4 separate regions of the Mus musculus genome follow, and all the other regions are linked to region 4. A link is a contact called in public Hi-C and promoter capture Hi-C data. All regions are on one chromosome and are shown on one strand. The core of a region is the stretch at or near the end of the contact, and the rest is flanking DNA. Distances in the headings are between cores, read along the strand shown.

What was found. Promoter capture Hi-C pulls out the DNA fragments that hold promoters and counts their contacts. A called contact is a pair of places that touch in the nucleus more often than the background predicts. Capture Hi-C pulls out chosen DNA fragments and counts their contacts.
Region 1: a contact with region 4 is called in a Hi-C map of regulatory T cells, with 4 times the contacts expected there. The contact joins the enhancer-like site here to the promoter of Slc39a8 in region 4. A contact is called at or near these places in 4 of 484 Hi-C or Micro-C datasets (CD4 T cells, CD8 T cells, the G1E-ER4 cell line and 1 more), 3 of 115 datasets of contacts at active chromatin or transcription factors (effector CD8 T cells, extraembryonic endoderm stem cells and pancreatic cancer cells) and 1 of 9 other capture datasets (adipose tissue).
Region 2: a promoter capture Hi-C map of liver shows a contact between it and region 4, with 2.4 times the contacts expected there. The contact joins the enhancer-like site here to the promoter of Slc39a8 in region 4. A contact is called at or near these places in 8 of 39 promoter capture datasets (the C10 cell line, embryonic stem cells, hippocampal neurons and 4 more), 9 of 484 Hi-C or Micro-C datasets (CD4 T cells, the G1E-ER4 cell line, the HL-1 cell line and 6 more), 5 of 115 datasets of contacts at active chromatin or transcription factors (bone marrow-derived macrophages, fetal liver, pro-B cells and 2 more) and 4 of 9 other capture datasets (adipose tissue, embryonic stem cells, liver and 1 more).
Region 3: a contact with region 4 is called in a promoter capture Hi-C map of adipose tissue. The contact joins the promoter of Manba here to the promoter of Slc39a8 in region 4. A contact is called at or near these places in 2 of 115 datasets of contacts at active chromatin or transcription factors (memory CD8 T cells and pancreatic cancer cells) and 1 of 9 other capture datasets (adipose tissue).

What each region holds. Positions count from the first base shown.
Region 1 is chr3:135,511,097-135,515,236 of GRCm38.p6, forward strand. Manba (mannosidase, beta A, lysosomal) reads left to right here. Exons shown (of 17, transcript NM_027288.3): 4 at 707-877. Among named protein-coding and RNA genes, the nearest start is that of Manba, 28 kb to the left of the region's middle. Within about 2 kb of position 2,390, at least 43 of the 459 cell types and tissues checked have an H3K27ac peak or open chromatin away from gene starts, as enhancers often do. A contact at or near this core is called in CD8 T cells, effector CD8 T cells and regulatory T cells, where this site is marked.
Region 2 is chr3:135,394,683-135,399,004 of GRCm38.p6, forward strand. It overlaps Slc9b1 (solute carrier family 9, subfamily B (NHA1, cation proton antiporter 1), member 1), which reads left to right. Exons shown (of 13, transcript NM_028946.4): 12 at 162-298; 13 at 2,914-3,145. The coding sequence ends at 3,126. Among named protein-coding and RNA genes, the nearest start is that of Cisd2, 27 kb to the right of the region's middle. Within about 2 kb of position 1,564, at least 12 of the 459 cell types and tissues checked have an H3K27ac peak or open chromatin away from gene starts, as enhancers often do. A contact at or near this core is called in liver, where this site is marked.
Region 3 is chr3:135,484,006-135,487,974 of GRCm38.p6, forward strand. It overlaps Manba (mannosidase, beta A, lysosomal), which reads left to right and starts at 1,606. Exons shown (of 17, transcript NM_027288.3): 1 at 1,606-1,852. The coding sequence starts at 1,676. Gm30992 (a long non-coding RNA gene) reads right to left here and starts at 1,596. Exons shown (of 3, transcript XR_376111.4): 1 at 1,105-1,596.
Region 4 is chr3:135,823,400-135,827,749 of GRCm38.p6, forward strand. It overlaps Slc39a8 (solute carrier family 39 (metal ion transporter), member 8), which reads left to right and starts at 2,258. Exons shown (of 9, transcript NM_001135149.1): 1 at 2,258-2,401; 2 at 2,841-3,291. The coding sequence starts at 3,073.

The DNA of each region.
Region 1 (4,140 bases), core at 1,140-3,639, 310 kb before region 4:
AGACTCACAAGAGCTGGCCTTTATGTTCGTGAACCGGGAAGGATCGTTGTGTAATTTGCCATACGTCAAGGTCAAGGCCTTTGAAACACTGGTAAATGACCGGGCTTCTCAGGTGCCCCGTTTGAAGGCTGTTAGGGGCAGTGCCAGTCCCATGGTGGTTCTGTGGGCCTCGAGGAAGGAAATTACAGCTCCAGCTTGGCTGTTCACTCCTCAGTGGTCTGGTGATCCAAGTCCGTGGGAAATGACAAGTGACAGACAATTTTAAAAGGAAATCTGTTCTGAAATTGTGCTTCCCTTCTGTTTCAAGGGTGTGCTTTGGAAAGCAAAACTCACTGATGACTTAGAAATACACACCGTGTGTTTCAGTGGGTCAGGTTGTTATATAGTGTCTAGGAATCTTTGGCAGCTCAAGGCCATGTGTACAGGTCGTTCCAGGGATGAAGATACTTTCTGTTCTGCATAGTTCTCTAGGGCCGTATTCCTGTAAAAATAGGAGAAGCCTAGGAATCTGTGCTTGGACAGGAGATTGGAGGTGTAACTAAAGGCGTCCATTAAGTTCTCTTTCAGAGGGATTCCTTCTGTTAATGAAACTAGCTCTAGACATGGCTGTAGTGTGTATCTTTCATGTAGTCTACCTTTATCTAAAATGTTATACACAAGACTAGGTCTTCCTAATGGAGCTGTGTTTCCTTCCTCTGTCCTGCAGAGCTTTGACGTCACCAACGTAGTCAAAGACGTGAACTCCTTAAAGCTGCAGTTCCGGTCAGCAGTGCAGTATGCAGAGTGTCAGAGCAAGGCTCACACTAGCTACCGGGTGCCCCCAGAGTGCCCCCCGGTGGAGCAGAAGGGTGAATGTCACGTCAACTTCATCCGAAAGGTAATGAATGTTCGTTCGCTCAAGTGTGTGTGGGCTGCAGCGTTGTGGCTGGCAGACTTGAAGGCTTGAAAACAAGATTTTCTGAATTTTTGTGGTGGATTCTCATTCTTCTAGGTTTTCTTCCTGGAGCGTGTTTTAGAATTTAGGTTCACACACACACACACACACACACACACACACTGTGGATAACAGAACTTGATGTTATATCCTAGGTTAGCCTAGAACTTACTATGTTGTTAAAAGCGGCGGTCTCCTGCTTTAGCCTCCCAAGCCTTGGGATTACTTATATGAACAACTGCTAATAATAATATTATTAATAATATGGGGAGCTGCTAATAGGACTTTATAAATTATTATATTTTTTTCGGGCAGGGACTCCTCTAGCCCTGGTGGGTTTCAAACTTGCTATGTATCCAAGGATGACCTCCAATTTCCAATCCATCCCCCACCTCTCTACAGAGTGCTGAGTTTAAGGTATGCACAATCTTGCTTGCTTTTATAAGGCCCTAAGGATGAAACCCAAGGCTCTGTGCATGTTAGGCAGAGCCCTGAGATAATTCTTCCAACTGCGTGACAGTCCCATCTCTATAAGTTATTTTATAGCATTGATATTTATCAAAGCTGTTACCAGTCGTGAAAACTTACTAGTGAGTCTTGTGACTAGCAACCTGCTTGAAAGAAATATATTTTCAGCTGGGTGTGGTGGTGCACACTTTAGCTCTAGTACTTGGGAGGCACAGGCAGGTAGATCTCTGTGAGTTGGAGACCAGCCTGATCTGCAGAGTGAGTTCCAGGACAGCCAGAACTACATAGAGAAACATCCTATCACCCCCACTCCCAACCACCAAACAAACAAACAAAAAAAAAAAAAAAGAAAAAAAGAAAAAATTTTTTCCTGAGATATTCTCATATTTTACTGCTAGAACCTTAAAATATAGAATGGGAAGGTATGATCCACAGATGATTTTTCTTTGAGGCTTATTCTGTTCTACGGTACTTGAACATATACTAATGCATGATTATTGTATTATAACTGTATGTAACATTTAGGTTTGGTTGGTTGGTTTCTGTTTCTGTTTCTGTTTTTTGAGACAGTGGCTCACTATGTAGCCCCGGCTAGCCTAGAACTCATCATATAGACCAGGCTGGCTTTGAACTCACAGGGATCTTCCTGCCTCTGATTCCAAAGTTCTGGAAGACATTTTAGCTTTTAAGAAGAAAATGTTACTCTTCTTCTCCCCTGCCTTCCCCCGCCCCGCCTCCCCGCCCCCGCCCCCTTCTCGGACTGGTCCTGCTTGCAAATGTTACTTTCTTCATCAAGTGTTTGACCCTTCTAAAGTCTCTACATCTCTGCTTCCTCCTCTGCTCAGCACATTAGTCGCCTCTATCTTTTCTACTTCCCTCCTCCCTTCTTGTCCGTCACTTCTCATCACCATGGTAACACGCTGAGTTGTACAGATTGGGGGTTGGCGGAGCATCTCTTTTGATTTTCAGTTTCAAAGGTACTCAGTCCTTGCTCTCTGGCTCTGCGCCTGTGGTGAGGTGGAACAGCAAGGTAGAAGGGAGTGCGGGACAAAGCTGCTTACCTCGTGGCGCCCCGGAAGCAGAGGGATACGGAGGGAGTGACTGAGATAGGGTGTACCCTCAAGGGCACGCCATCAGTGATCTGTTTACTCCAACTGGATCCCACATTCTAGTTCCTGCCAATTTCCAAGACAACCTTTATTCTTTGCCTCTGGGTCCAGTCACTTCTTGCACAGCACGTTGCCCTAGTCACCTAGCCGGTATTCCCACAACTCCATTTGCCTTCTTTCAAGTAATTATCCACGGAGCAGTTGGCATGGTCTCTTCGGACAAAAATGCCCCCAGCATCCCTATCCTTAAAACAGAAACTGGGACTTCTGCGTCCATATGTACTGAGGTAGGGGCTGATAAGACTAGATATGCTTTTCAAAGTTCATAATTTTTATCTTTCAACAGCTTGGCACCATCAGGAGGCTAATGTCCCAAGCTCCTAGCTCAGTCTTCGCCCCACCTCCTCCCGTTGGAGCAGGCTGCATCCTGATGACATTTGCACAAGCATTTCCTCTGATAGAGGCCTTCCACTTCCTTTCCCTAACTCAAGGTGGAAGAAAGAGGCTTCCTTGCGAGAGATGCCTGACTGTTTGGTCCTGTGTATGAAACCTGGGGCCTTGTGTATAGAAGCAAGCGCTCCCCTGCTGAGCCACATCCTCAGCTTAAAAGTTTTTGTGTTCCAGCGCTGTGCGTTGATGTACCCCAGCCCGAGTCACAGGGCGTCACAGGTACTTTCTGAATCAGTGAACGAACATCCTCGTTGGCTGAGGGAATTAAGTGATCTGAAGCTTGGTGTGGTGTTGAATATTTTGTTCTCTCCTTGCTGCTGTCTTACCTGGGGTTATCATTGCTGCAATGAAACACCGTGACCACAACCATCCTGGGGAGGGAGGGGTTGATTTTACTCACAGTCCCATGTAACAGTTCATCATCAAAAGCAGTGAGGGCAGGAATCCAAGCAGGGTGGGAGGCAGGAGCGGATGCAGAGGCTGTGGAGGGTGCTGCTTATTGGCTTGCTCCTCATGGCTTGCTCAACCTGTTTTTTTGTAGAACCCAGGACCACAAGCCCAGGGATGGAACTGCCCACAATGGGCTGGGCCGGCTCACATAATCACTAATTAAGAAAATGCCCTGCTTTCTTGCCTGTATAGCTCAATCTTTGTTTGTTTGTTTGTTTGTTTTTTAAGACGGGTTTCTCTGTGTAGCCCTGGCTGTCCTGGAACTCACTCTGTAGACCAGGCTGGCCTCGAACTCAGAGATGCACCTGCCTCTGCCTTCCAAGTGCTGGGATTAAAGGCGTGTGCCACCACTGCCTGGCCTGATGAGTCTGTTGCTTTTGTGTACATGATGTCAGGGATAACCACTCAGGGACCCCTTCCTGGGAAAGTGAATCCTCCCTCTCTCCACAGTCACTTGAAGGCGGTTGTCTTTTGCTTAGGGGTAGGACCCTGTGAAAATGTCCCCACTCATTTGGTCTTTCATTGTCCGGGTCTTGTTTAGGGAGCCATATTGTCACTGTTGAGGTTTCATGGGTACGGGGGTCCCAGCAGTCCCAGCAGACTTGCAGATCTTCCGGCTCTTTCAAATTGGCCACCACCTCTTCCTTAATATCTCCTGGGCCCGGGTGCAGGAGCCGTGCTGTGGCTGTCCTCATTGTGCCTGGGAATTCTGGTGATCTCTGTATTTTG
Region 2 (4,322 bases), core at 314-2,813, 430 kb before region 4:
CTCATCTTTGTTTTATACTCGTTATAATTACTATTTTAATTAAAAATAGATATAATGAAGCAACAGCCTCAAAATATTTTCAGAAATTTTAGAATTCAGAGAAATTCCTCTCTCATTGCAAAAATAGCTTTGTTTTTTACATTTGTTTATATGTGTTATAGGCATGTGCCTTGCTACCTTGGGTTTGGCACTATCTGTTCGAATTTTATCCACTTTTGTACTGATGTCTTTTGCTAACTTCCGTTTTAAGGAGAAAGTATTTATTGCTTTATCATGGATCCCTAAAGCTACAGTCCAGGTAGGAACATAAAAGTCATTATAATAATTTTAGTTTTGACAAGTTTTTAAAGTTCTAAATGAAAAATATTTCTCAAATCACAAATTATCCTCTAATTTACCTAACTTTTGTCATGTTTGGTTCCTTACATTTTCAAGCCCCGAGCTGGAGAGAATGTTCAAGGGGAAAGAGTGTTGCTACGCAAGTCTAGAAGCTGAATGTGGGTCCCCAGCACCTACATGAAAAAAGGCTTGGCTTCAGAGCCTGTGATCTCAGCACTGGGTGTGGAGAAGGAAGGGCAGGGGCAGAGGTGATACGAGGACTAATGTGGCTTGGCAGCCTCCAGCACATCGGTAAAACTTGTTTCCCAGGAATAAGGCAGAGAGTGACAGAAGAGAATGGCTGATGTCATCTGGCCTCCCCATGTGCGCAAACATTTATACACATGTTCACACACACTCATGCACACATACATGTATACACATGCACACACATACACACATGTAACACATGTACATATACTTACACACATGCACATGTTTATACACGCACATGTGTACACACATGTAACACATGTACACACATGCACACTTAATACAAAATTTTAAAAGGTTTATTTTAAAGCAATTACTCTGAAATTGAGAAGAAAATAACAATCTCTAAATTTTATGAAAATGCTTTCTTTTTCTACTTCCCTAAAGTATAAAATAAATCAAGGGTGTCGGGGCATATACTTTTATTCCACCCCTGGAAGGCAGAGGCAGGCAGATCACTGTAAGCTCCAGGACAGCCTGGTCTATGTGGCGAGTTCTAGGACTGCCAGGGCTGCATATATAGACCCTATCTTAAAACAAACAAAAAGTTTAAAATAAAATAAGTATATATCATAATATATGATTTTTTATTTTACTGGCTGCTACAGAGGTAAGTGTTATGACTCTGGAGACACACTGGTTTTCGTAAGTACATCTTTGCACATCCTGACACTCCCTCCAGCACACAAGCACATGCAGATATTTGTTTTTATGTTACATAACTGTCACTGCCAGGAAGGACAGAGAGTGTTTTTGGGGGTCATTTTACTTGTTTCCTTTTTCATTTCCCCTACTGCTTGTCATCATACCTGATAAAAAGTTGTCTTAGTTAAGGTTTCTGTCTATGACCAAAAGCAGCTCGAGGAGGAAAGGGTTATTTCATCTTGGACTTCGATGTCACAGACCTCATCATGGGAAGTCAGCACAGGAACTTGGGGCAGGGCCCAAAGCAAAGGTCATGGAGAATCAATGTTGCTTACTGGCTTGCTTTCCATAAATCATTCAAGACCACGGATGGATCCAAGGGTAGCAGCTCCCACAATGGGCTGGGCCCTCCCACATCAATCATTAATCAAGAAAATGCTGTGCAGACTTGCCCACAGGCGATCTGATAGCGACATTTTCTCAATTGAGGTTCTTCTTCCCAAACACTCTAACTTGTGTCAAGTTGAGAAACAAACCCCCTTGCCAGGACAGAGGTTACCGTGGTCTGCATGCCTACACAAACAAATGACTGAATTAATGAAGACTGTAGTTTTGTCATCCAATTCTGCAATAATTTCCTAATATAAAGCGGTATTGTTACTTATTGTTCAACTGTTAACATAGCAGCTTAAGACCTTGCTTTCCTGGGATTTTTTTTTCTTCTCCATTTTGCTGTTACAAAATTGAAGCTTGTACATTTCTGTGAAACCCAAAATGATTAGGATTAGAACTGAAGGCATTAAGGCCAGACTTGGTGTTGAATGCTCTGTTGCGTGCTCGGTCATTAGCTGGTTACTCCTTCATCTCTCAGCTCATTGATTTGCTCATTTTATATAAGGGCCTAGGACCATATTTACTAAAAGGTGGTGTGGTGGGAGTGGGTGAAAGAATTCCTGTAAAACTCTCAGCATAATTTCTGTCATATAGTGCTGATCCACGAGCAATATTATAGTTACTTTATCTTACCTTTAAGTCATAAACAGTAATAACCTGCTTTATTCTAGGAAACACTAGGTCTATAAAGAGAATGCCTCTCTGTCTGTCTGTTACACCCACTTCCAGTGATACATGGTGGGTTTGCACATTATTCGTCATTTCCTAAAGCAGGCAGAGTGAGAAGCAAGCAGTTGTGCAGAAGAGCCTCTCCCTACCCCACCCCCACCCCCAGTTTGCAGCTTGTTTACTCTGCTTCTCCTTGTCCCCTCTTCCTGGCATCTGGCCTACATTGTACTCTGTGCAAATTTTAAGAACTGGAAAAACCAATGTATCAATTTTTTTTCAAACTCAAGATCTTGCACATGGTAGGCAAGTGCTCTGCCACTAACTATCCCACCAGCCAACATTTTTACACAAGTAGAGGCATGTGTCCCACATATGAGTTAGAACAAATGTTTTCAATTTAACACTTCTGCCTGCTTCTCCCCTATTCTGATTTCTTCCAGATAGATTTGCTAGGAAGAATACACAATTAATGACTAAATGATACAAATTACCCTGGTTTTTTTCCTTCCAGTACTTTATCACTCAGTTTCATTGTGTGCATCTATAACAGCCATCTACTTTTATCAAGTGTTGACTCTGAGCAACATTTTTCCCCTGTATCATCCCCAACTGCAGGCTGTCTTAGGACCTCTGGCTCTAGAAACAGCAAGGGTCATGGCACCCCACTTGGAAGGATACGCGAAGGCTGTGATGACAGTGGCCTTCCTAGCCATCCTGATTACAGCTCCAAATGGAGCCCTCCTCATCGGCATACTGGGACCCAAAATCCTTGAACAGAGTGAGGTGACATTCCCTTTGAAAGTTGAGCTCTCGAACTTCCATCATTAAAAAGCTTGCCATCATCACCTGCTATGTCTCATGATTTATCTCACCTGACCAAAAAAAAAAAAGTTACAGTACAGAAGTTTAAAGATTGTTTGTAAAAACCAGGATTCGCTAAACACAATTTCTCTACTGGGCTTTCCTCTGGTTCTTGGTTCAGAGTAAATTTTAATAAAAACTGCAGTCAACTGCAGTGGTCCTTCAGTCTAATACCTGCATAGTTCAAGAATCAAGTCAGTCAGTAAATACCCTAGAAAAATGCAAGGTGGTCTTTGTGACGATTGTGAATTCTATATTGTAATACAAAGTAAGCATAGTAAAACTACATGAACCTAAAGAGAAAGAAAAAATTCCCTTGAATTCCCATCACTTTAGTTAAAAAATTAGTCAGAGGCTGGGCATGGTGGCACATGCCTTTATTCCCAGCACCATAGAGACAGAGGCAAGCTCTGTTTGTCGAGTTCAAGACCAACTTGGTCTACACAAGCCAGTCAGGGCTGCATAGAAAGATCTACAAACAAATAAATTAGGGGAAAAAAAGAAAACTTGCTCTCTTTCTTCTCTTGTCCACCTTAGCTCCATGGATGGAAAACACTAGGCAGTTTTATATTTTAAAACTTGCCAGATAACACAATTGCTGGGTGTAGAACCTATTGCCCTAAACTTATCTGCTATCCTATATCAGCAATCTGCCAGTGTCGGAGGCCACCACCTGCTCTGGTTGCCCTAAGGCCTTATGTGGTTGTTGTGTCCCTTCTCCTCCTCTAGCGACTTGGAAATCCCACCTTTTTCCTTTTGCCCAGCAATCTGCTTCTGCCTCCTTTATTGACACAATCAATAACCAATTAGGGAATCAACACCTCCCTCTACATCATACACATAAAAATAAATAAAATGTTCAAAAAATTTTGTGAAGCCAGGATGATGATAGATTTCTATCCCAGCAGTCAGGAGGCTAAGGCAGGATCACACATAAAGAAAGGGCCAGCCTGGGCTACACAGTTCAAGGACAGATTGGGCTACATAGTACATCTCTGCCTTAAAATAACATCAACAATAGGAGATCCCTTTTTTAAAATGTCGGCAGCCAGGACTTTAAGCTTGCCTTTTAGAAGTGCTTTTGGGAGGTGGGAGAAAAAGGTCAGTTGGTAAGATGCTTGACTAGTGGAGTGCAGTGTTCAACCCCAGTGGGAAATCGTCAA
Region 3 (3,969 bases), core at 356-2,855, 340 kb before region 4:
AGACAACAAACAAACAAACAAACAAACAAAAAACAAGTGCTCTTAACCACTGAGTCACCTCTCCCGTCCAACCATTGTTACATTTTTGAAACAAGCTGGCTTCAAGGTCCCTATGTAGACAACGACAGTCTTGAACTCCTGATCCTCCTCCCTCTGTCTCCTAAGTGCCTTGATTCCAGGTTATAGCCAGTCACAGTGTCGTTAGACTTCAGGCTTACAGGTTGTGAGCCACTACCTGCACCTCCCTTCACCTGTCTTTTAAACAGTGTAACTTCAAACGCACAGAAAACACCAACTTCAACTTCCTTATGCTTGCTCTTCTGCCTTGAGACAGCTGAACTTTGTCCTCTGGGTACTGCTGTCCTTTCTGAAGCGTCTCTCAATGTCCTTGCTTAAGCTGTAGTAGATATATATATATATATATATTCCGAGTTTTGCTTCATGAGAAGAACCCAGGGGCCAATGAGATAGAGCAGCCGTTAAGGGGGAATGTCTCTAAGCCTGACACCCTAAGTTCTAGCCCTGGGACTCCTCACAAGCTGTCTGCTGACTTCCACACGCTCGCTGTGGCAGGAACCCCCATTCAACTCCTCCATGAAATTAGTAAGTAAAATGTGGGGTGTTTTGTTTATTTAAAAGAAGATGAAGAACCCAGCCTGCGTCTCCGTCTCTGAAATTAGTGTCTGCATTGTTTTGTTTTGTTTTTTTCGAGACAGGGTTTCTCTGTGTAGACCTGGCTGTCCTGAAACTCACTTTGTAGACCAGGCTGGCCTCGAACTCAGAAATCCGCCTGCCTCTGCCTCCCAAGTGCTGGGCTTAAAGGCGTATGCCACCACGGCCCGGCTAAGCGTCTGCATTCTTTTTTTTTTTTTTTTTTTTTTTGACAGGGTTTCTCTGTGTAGCCCTGGCTATCCTGGAACTCACTTTGTTCGAGGAGGCTGGCCTCGAACTCAAAAATACGCCTGCCTCTGCCTCCCAAGTGCTGGGATTAGAGGCGTGCGCCAGCACGCTTGGCATCTGCATTCTTTTAAATTCAGGGAATGGGAATTCTGTTGCTTGTTCAGTCCCACAACTCAACAGTGAAGGAGGGAATTTCAGACTCACCTGTAACACTAACGCAGTTTCATAGGAACCTCAGAAGCAGCTCCATGATGTAGCCACCACTAACAGGGAGCACATGGCGCCTCTCAGTCAACAGTTGAAGCAACCCTACGAGTTTATAGTTAGCACTGTTTAGTCCCAGCAGGTCGCGTATTGAGGGAGCGTTCAGCCTGACAAATCCTGGGGCCGGGGGACCATGTACAATCTGCTGGTCAGGCGTGGTAGGAGCTGTCCCCGGGCAGAGCCTGCGTACTATTGTGGACGCGCACCTGTCGTCTCCCAAATGGTCAGACTCTGCTTTCCAGACTTTTCTGTCGCTTTTCATCATTCGGATGAGCGCCCCACTTACAGGATCGAGCTGGAGCGAGAAGCCCAGCTCACAGGTCGCAGAGACCCTGGCCCTGGGCGGTGCTTGTACCCGCGTGGCGGGTCCCGGCTTCAGTTCCTCCCTGCAGGGCTGCGGGAAGCGCTCAGCTGACCTGGGGGCGGGTCCGTGCTCGGGGCGGGGACACAGCGTCCAGGCCTTGGCAAGGCTTGGGCGACACTGCCGGGTTCCTGCTTGCGAGCGGTCAGCATGCATCTTCACCTGCTCTTGATATTGGCGCTATTTCGGGCCGGCTGCGTGGTGGCAGGTCCTAGCTACAGCCTGAGCGGGAGCTGGCGGGTGAGCAACGGGAATGGCTCCCTGGAGCTACCGGCGACTGTCCCCGGCTATGTGCACAGCGCCCTGCACCAGCACGGGCTGATCCAGGTAGGACGCACAGTCACCCCCCACACCCCCCATGCGGGTCCAGGTCAGTAGGTGCAGCTGTGGGCAGTTGGGGGAATGGCCTGGGAGTTCAGGCCAGTTGTGGACACTGACCCTCCCTCGCTGGGTCTTCAGTGACCTTGGAAGGCGGAAGTTGTGTATATGAAACAAACGGTATGTCTGCTGTCTACTTATTGTGGTGATTCTCTGCTCAAGCATTTCCTAAGAGGACTTACCTTTCTCCCTCCGGACAGGGTTACTGTTGCAATCATCTGGATGCTTGTAGCTTTTAGTTAATCAAAGTTCGCCGACCCTAGGATGTCCGGGTTTTCTTTTTCTGCTTTGAAGCCTCGTGCGTCAGGTTTGAAATAAACACAAGGGATTGGGGAGAGCACTAGTAAAGTTTGGTTGTTGATGCTAATGAGGAGCCTAAATATTTGGGAGGGGAGTGTGTGCAAGTGTGTGTGTGGTGTGTGTGTGTGTGTGTGTGTGTGTGTGTGAGAGAGAGAGAGAGAGAGAGAGAGAGAGAGACCCAGAACCATGAGTATACTAAGCACACATTGTACCACCACCGAACTACACCCCAATCCTAAAGCCTGAATACCGTGCTGACATTTTTTTTTTAAATGAGAGTCTGTCATCCAACAGTGTGGTAGGTTTCTTTATGATAGTTTCATGTGAGTGCACCATGTTCTCTGCCCATATTCACTTTTTACTGGGTCTTGCCACCACGTGATCCCTCCCTCGTTCAAGGAGTTTCTTTCCATTATGGTGTCCTATATACGTACACTTATGAATACATATATTTACATCTAGAGTCAACATGAGTAAAAACATGCCATATCTTGTTTTCATTCTCATTTGTCTTATGTTGTTGTTTTGTTACCAATTTTTATTGTCTTCATTATCCTTACCTTCTTTTTTTTTTCTGGCTTTTGAGACAGGATCCCATGTAGTTCAGGCTGACCTTGAATTCCCAATGTAACTGAGGACCACCTGAACTCCTGATCCTCCTGCCTCCTCCTCCCATGTGCTGGAGATATAAGTGTTTACCATCATGCACAGCCTAATTACATCATTTTTCCTATGGAAAATGTGTGTGTGTGTGTGTGTGTGTGTGTGTGTGTGTGTGTGTGTGTGTGATTTTCTTTAACCATTTGTCTGTTAGTGGGCATCTGGGCTGATTCCATCACTTGGCTATCATGCCGCAACCAAATGGCTACACAGATATTTCTGCACTATGCTGTCCTAGGATCCTTCAGGTATCGGAAGGAGTGGTGCAGCTGTTATGGGGGAGGGGGGGGCTTATTCCTAGTGGTTCTTTTTATTGCTATTGTTTTTGAGACAGAGTTGTTTTTGTTTTGTATTCTTTGTTAATTTGCCTTGTTTGCTTTTTTTTTTTTCAAGACAGGGTTTCTCTGTGTAGCCCTGGCAGGCTGGCTTCAAACTTCACAAGTTTCTGCCTTCCGAGTGCTAGGATTAAAGGCTTGAGCTACTAATACAGGTTGAGTGTCACCATTTTTAATGGTTTGAGGAACATCCATGCTGAACTACATAGTAAGCCTGCATAATTGTGTGTGTGTGTGTGTGTGTGTGTGTGTGTGTGTGTGTGTGTGATCCAGAGGTTGGTGTTGACTGTCATCAGTCATATTTACCTTATTTATTGAGTCCGGGACTTTCACTGAACCCCAAGCTCAGTGAATGCCTAGACGAGTTAGCCACAGTCTCCACTCTCCCATTGCCAGGATTACAGTGGAATCTCAACCCGGGCCCTCCTTGAGGACAAGCACTTCACCAGCTGAACCACGTCCCCAGGACGTTTGCCTGCACAATTTTGAAAGCTTTCTAAGTGACCAAGCCAGCTCAATCAGTCAACCGGGTCTCAAGGGAGGGAGTGAGGATTGAAAAAGAAAAAGCAATTAGACAAAATGATAACCCGACCCCAGCCAGTGCTGAGGCTGAAGCAGCTTTAGTTTTCTGCAGCTTTTGTACCATTCTAGGTGCATCCAGACATCACGGTCAGCTCTTAGATCAAAGACAAAATAGTCAAGCAAAGTAGTAAACAAAACCCCCCATGCTCACTGTTTCTGATATTCTTATCTGAGCCTATTTCCTTGTCT
Region 4 (4,350 bases), core at 1,008-3,507:
TTGTATGCTCACCTTGTTTTATCATTTAAAACTACTTGAATTTCAAAGTACATTTCTTTAAAAAGGAAGTATTTTGTGCATTACACCTTGTGTTTTAAACTAGTAGCTTTTTTTCATTACTAGTTATATTACTGATGAAATGCCACAGTTTGAGTACCAAACAAAATCTGAATAGTGCTATAATGATGATAATTTATTAAGGTAGAAGAACTAGACATTAGCCCCAAATTGTCTGTCAACTTGCAATTTTCCAAGTATTTTCTCTTAACTTGTATACTTACATTGTATGAACTGTACTTAATAAAGTTTTCAAGCAGGTTATTATTTTATTGTTCCATAGGGTTCAATTGGCTGGTAAATATGTGCTTACCCAGTGGCTGTCAAATAAATTATACCTAAAGAAATCCACAACGTAACCTTTGTATTATTGAAAATTCATTCGCTGCACTTGTCCACTACCCAAACAGCTCAGCACTTCATTTTTATCCACAGAGTTAGCTGTGGATATCCTGAAAAGAAGAGACCACCCTTTGGATGGAGGCCAGCCTTTTTTTTTTTCCTTCTAGCTTTCTTTTTTTATTGGTTATTTTATTTATTTACATTTCAAAATTTGTCTCCTCTCCCAGATTCCCCTCTGCAAACCCCAATCCCACCCTCCCTCCCCTCGGTCACCCACCCACCAACCCACTCCTGTCTCACCTCCCTAGCATCCCCCTACACAGGGGCATCAGGCCTCCACAGGACCAAAGGCCTCCCAGGGCTTTAATGCCAGATAAGGAGTCCAGCCTTTTAAAGGATCCACTCGTGCTCAGAAGCCACTTGCTCGTTTGTCACTAAAGCAAAAAGGGAGAAATAGACAATATACTACACTTAAAACTCCACTAAAAAGTTGAAGAGACTTTTTTTTTTTAATCAGAAACTTATCAGCTGGGTAGATGCAAGAGCTCCTTTGTGCTATCAACTTACATTTGGCCCTTTTGTGAGAGGTTTGCCCTTTGAGCATCAGTACCGTTCTGTAAATTAATACCAACATCGGACAGATTTTTTTTTTTTTTTAATTGGAAAGAGTCCAGCCTCAGGATCATTTAGTTCACTGCCTTTCAAGGCAGGGCTTTTTGTCATGTACAGGTGAGTGCTTCTCACCTGGGATCTGTTGATCTGAATTGCTTCCAGTCATGAAGAAATTATTCTCCACATTAAGGCTTGGCACACTTATGCAGAAAACTTCCTCCTGGCAGCTGCCCTGTACAGCTGCCTAATGCCTCTGGTGTGAGACGGAACATATCCCCACCTCTATCACAGGAAAGTCCTTCTGTTGTTCTTGCCTAGGCCCCCATCTTCCTAGAATCCAGCACCCCCGCCCCCGCCCCCCCTCCTGCCACACACACACACACACACACACACACACACACACACACACACACACACGGGGGGGGGGAGAGAGAGAGAGAGAGAGAGAGAGAGAGAGAGAGAGAGAGAGAGAGAGAGAGAGAAAGAGAGAGGGAGAGCGCCAAATTTCTTATGAGTAATAGTTTCTTTTTCCTTCTACCTTGTTTTTCTGTTAGCTGTCTGCCTGTTTTTAAACTTGCTGTTTTTAGGAGGGTAAAACACACACACACACCCATCCTGAAAGGCATGAACAGCACTTTGAATTCTTTTTCTGACAGCCGAGCGGGTTTCACTTTATTTCTTTATTTCTAGATCGTTTCATCCACCGGACACAACCTTTGTCCCCAAACACCACATTCACTTTACACAAACTTGTTGACCTGACACCCAACTCAGCTTTTCTTGAACCTTCGTCTGAGCAAATAAACATTCCTTGTGATCTGCGGATATCCCGAGCGGCGTCAGGAAGGGCCCGCGAGGCCCCTGCTGGCTCAGCTAGCCCACCAACTTGCGACTGATTTGGTTTCCTCTTTCTCCTCTGATTTTTAAGAAGTGAGGCAAAAAACCAATTCCTGTTCATTTTTGAGACAATGCAAGGGGCTCTAGACACCGTTGCAGGAAGCTGATTTCATGGAGGTCACCAAAAAAGTGGGCCGGGACACCAGGAAGGGGGCTAGGGATCCCACCGTGGAGGTGGGCTCCAGGGAGTAGGCACCACAGCGGCTGGGATGGCAGACAGAGAGGTAAGCGCCCCGGCGTGGACGCACTTGGGAGATCAGCCTGGGGGAGTGTGACACCACGTGCTTCAGGGGCGGGGACAACACTCTCCCTCCCCTTCTTATCTCTAAAGGGTGCAGGGCCTGATCTCAGAGTTTCTTAGAGAAAGGAGAGAGAAAGACAGACAGAGAGAGAGAGAGAGAGAGAGAGAGAGAGAGAGAGAGAGAGAGAGAGAGAGAGAGAGAGAAGTATTTTGAATATATTTGAACCTCAGGGGCTGACATAGACAGTAGAGGTGAGAGGCTAGCAACTTCTCCGTTTCAACTTGCCAAGCTCACAGCCAGTTGTGCAGAGAGGGTCCAGCGTAGACGCGGGAACCTGGGGACCCCGAGGGAGTGTTTCTCTGCAGATTTTTGGGGGGTGGGAGCTTCAGTCCCGACCCTTCCACGTTTCTGCGGCGGGAAAAAAAAGCCTCAAGACAGGAAGAGGAGTTGGGGTTGCACAGTCAGAGGATTTAGTTCCCCGAAGTGTGGCGCGGTTGGGGCTTTATATCCGGGACAAGCGAGAGTCACCACACTGTAAGCAAATCCTGGGGCTTCAGCAAACCAGGCTCCGGGCAGCTGGCCCCACGCCCGGCTCGGAGTTCGAGACTCTGGCCACTCAGAGCTCTGGGGCCCGCAGACTGCTGACCCAGTGCCCTTTATCTCTGTCCCCCTTTGTTCCTTTTATCTCAGGCTCCGCAGGAGGCTCCGAGAGGCCACACTGCCTATCGCCCTTCTGGCTGTTCTACCTCTTCAATGCCCCGAAGGTCTGAGACTGCAGAGCGGGGGCACGGAGTGTCTCGCTAACTGGGCCAGGCAGTGACGCGGGACCGGCGCACCCTCCCACCCCCACCCTAACGGCACTGACACCGGGGCACCGGCGCGGGTCCCTGCATCAGCTAGCTCCGGAGCTGCGCGCTCCACGATGGCTCCGGGCCGGGCAGTGGCCGGGCTGCTGCTGCTGGCGGCCACCAGCCTGGGACACCCCTCGGAGGGACCGGAGCTCGCCTTCAGTGAGGATGTGCTGAGCGTGTTCGGCGCCAACCGGAGCCTGTCGGCCGCGCAGCTGGGGCGCCTGCTGGAGCGTCTGGGGGCTGCATCCCAGCAGGGAGCGCTGGACCTGGGCCAGCTGCACTTCAACCAGGTAAGGGTGGCCCCGTTCTCTGCAGTTTTCTCAGATTCCCATCCCCAGAGCAGTAGCACCAGAGAAAGGATTTCGTGAAGTTTTTCAAGTTTGAAGCGGTCATTTGATCCTCACCGGTTGGTTCACCGGGCATTAAGGGACTTGAGTTAGAGATCTGGCAAGCCAAAATGAGAAGTTGAGCTACCAGAGGACTTGTTGATCTATAGAAAAACGGATAGGTCTACGAAGTAGTTGAGGGCGGAAACTCACCCAAGATATGAACTTTAGATAGGAATGGTATATTTAATTCTTAAGGAAAGAGCCATTTACTTAACTTACACATTCAGCAGTAGGAACCTGTCACCTGCGGTCCTTATCAGTTTCAGGGTGAGTGACCACTCCCATTTAAAAACACTCTTGTGAATATTGCATAAGGCCGTTAGGGCTGAAACAGCACACCTTACAGATGGGGAAACTGTGGACACCTTAAAACTCAGATCACCCCGTGATTACTGGTTCAGTTGGTGCCAGCCTGGGGTTGGAGTCATTTTCTAGTCACGTCATGTCATGTGTTTAACTCTAAAATTCATTCAAAATAACAAAACGTACATTTTTTTCAGTACATGCGTACCTAGTCATGTACTAATGCCTCAGGTTTAAGGGTGGGCTTGAACTTTATAGAGTAATTAAAAATCACATTTGTCTCAGGGCTTGGGCTATCATCTGGTGATGGAGACCGCAAGTTCTAATCCCCAGCCCAGCAAGCCATTAGAGGTGGCAATTAAATCAATACTTCATTCTACACGTTCTTGCTTACCTACACGCTAACTAGCAGATGGGGCAGTTCATATAGAGTTTATCATTTGGGGGCAGTGGAGGTTTGCTAGAAAAGTTTCTGTTCCTAAGATGTTTGGGAAATTCTATATTCTACAGCTCTGCTTTTGGAAACGTGACATTTTCCAAAGAGTCTGATCTTTGATTACAATGAAGGAAACTTTACTCAGATAAATTCCTCAACATTCATTAGCATTATAGTTAGGTTCCTTCCTTCCTTCCTGGGGATTAAATTAGACGTATTTT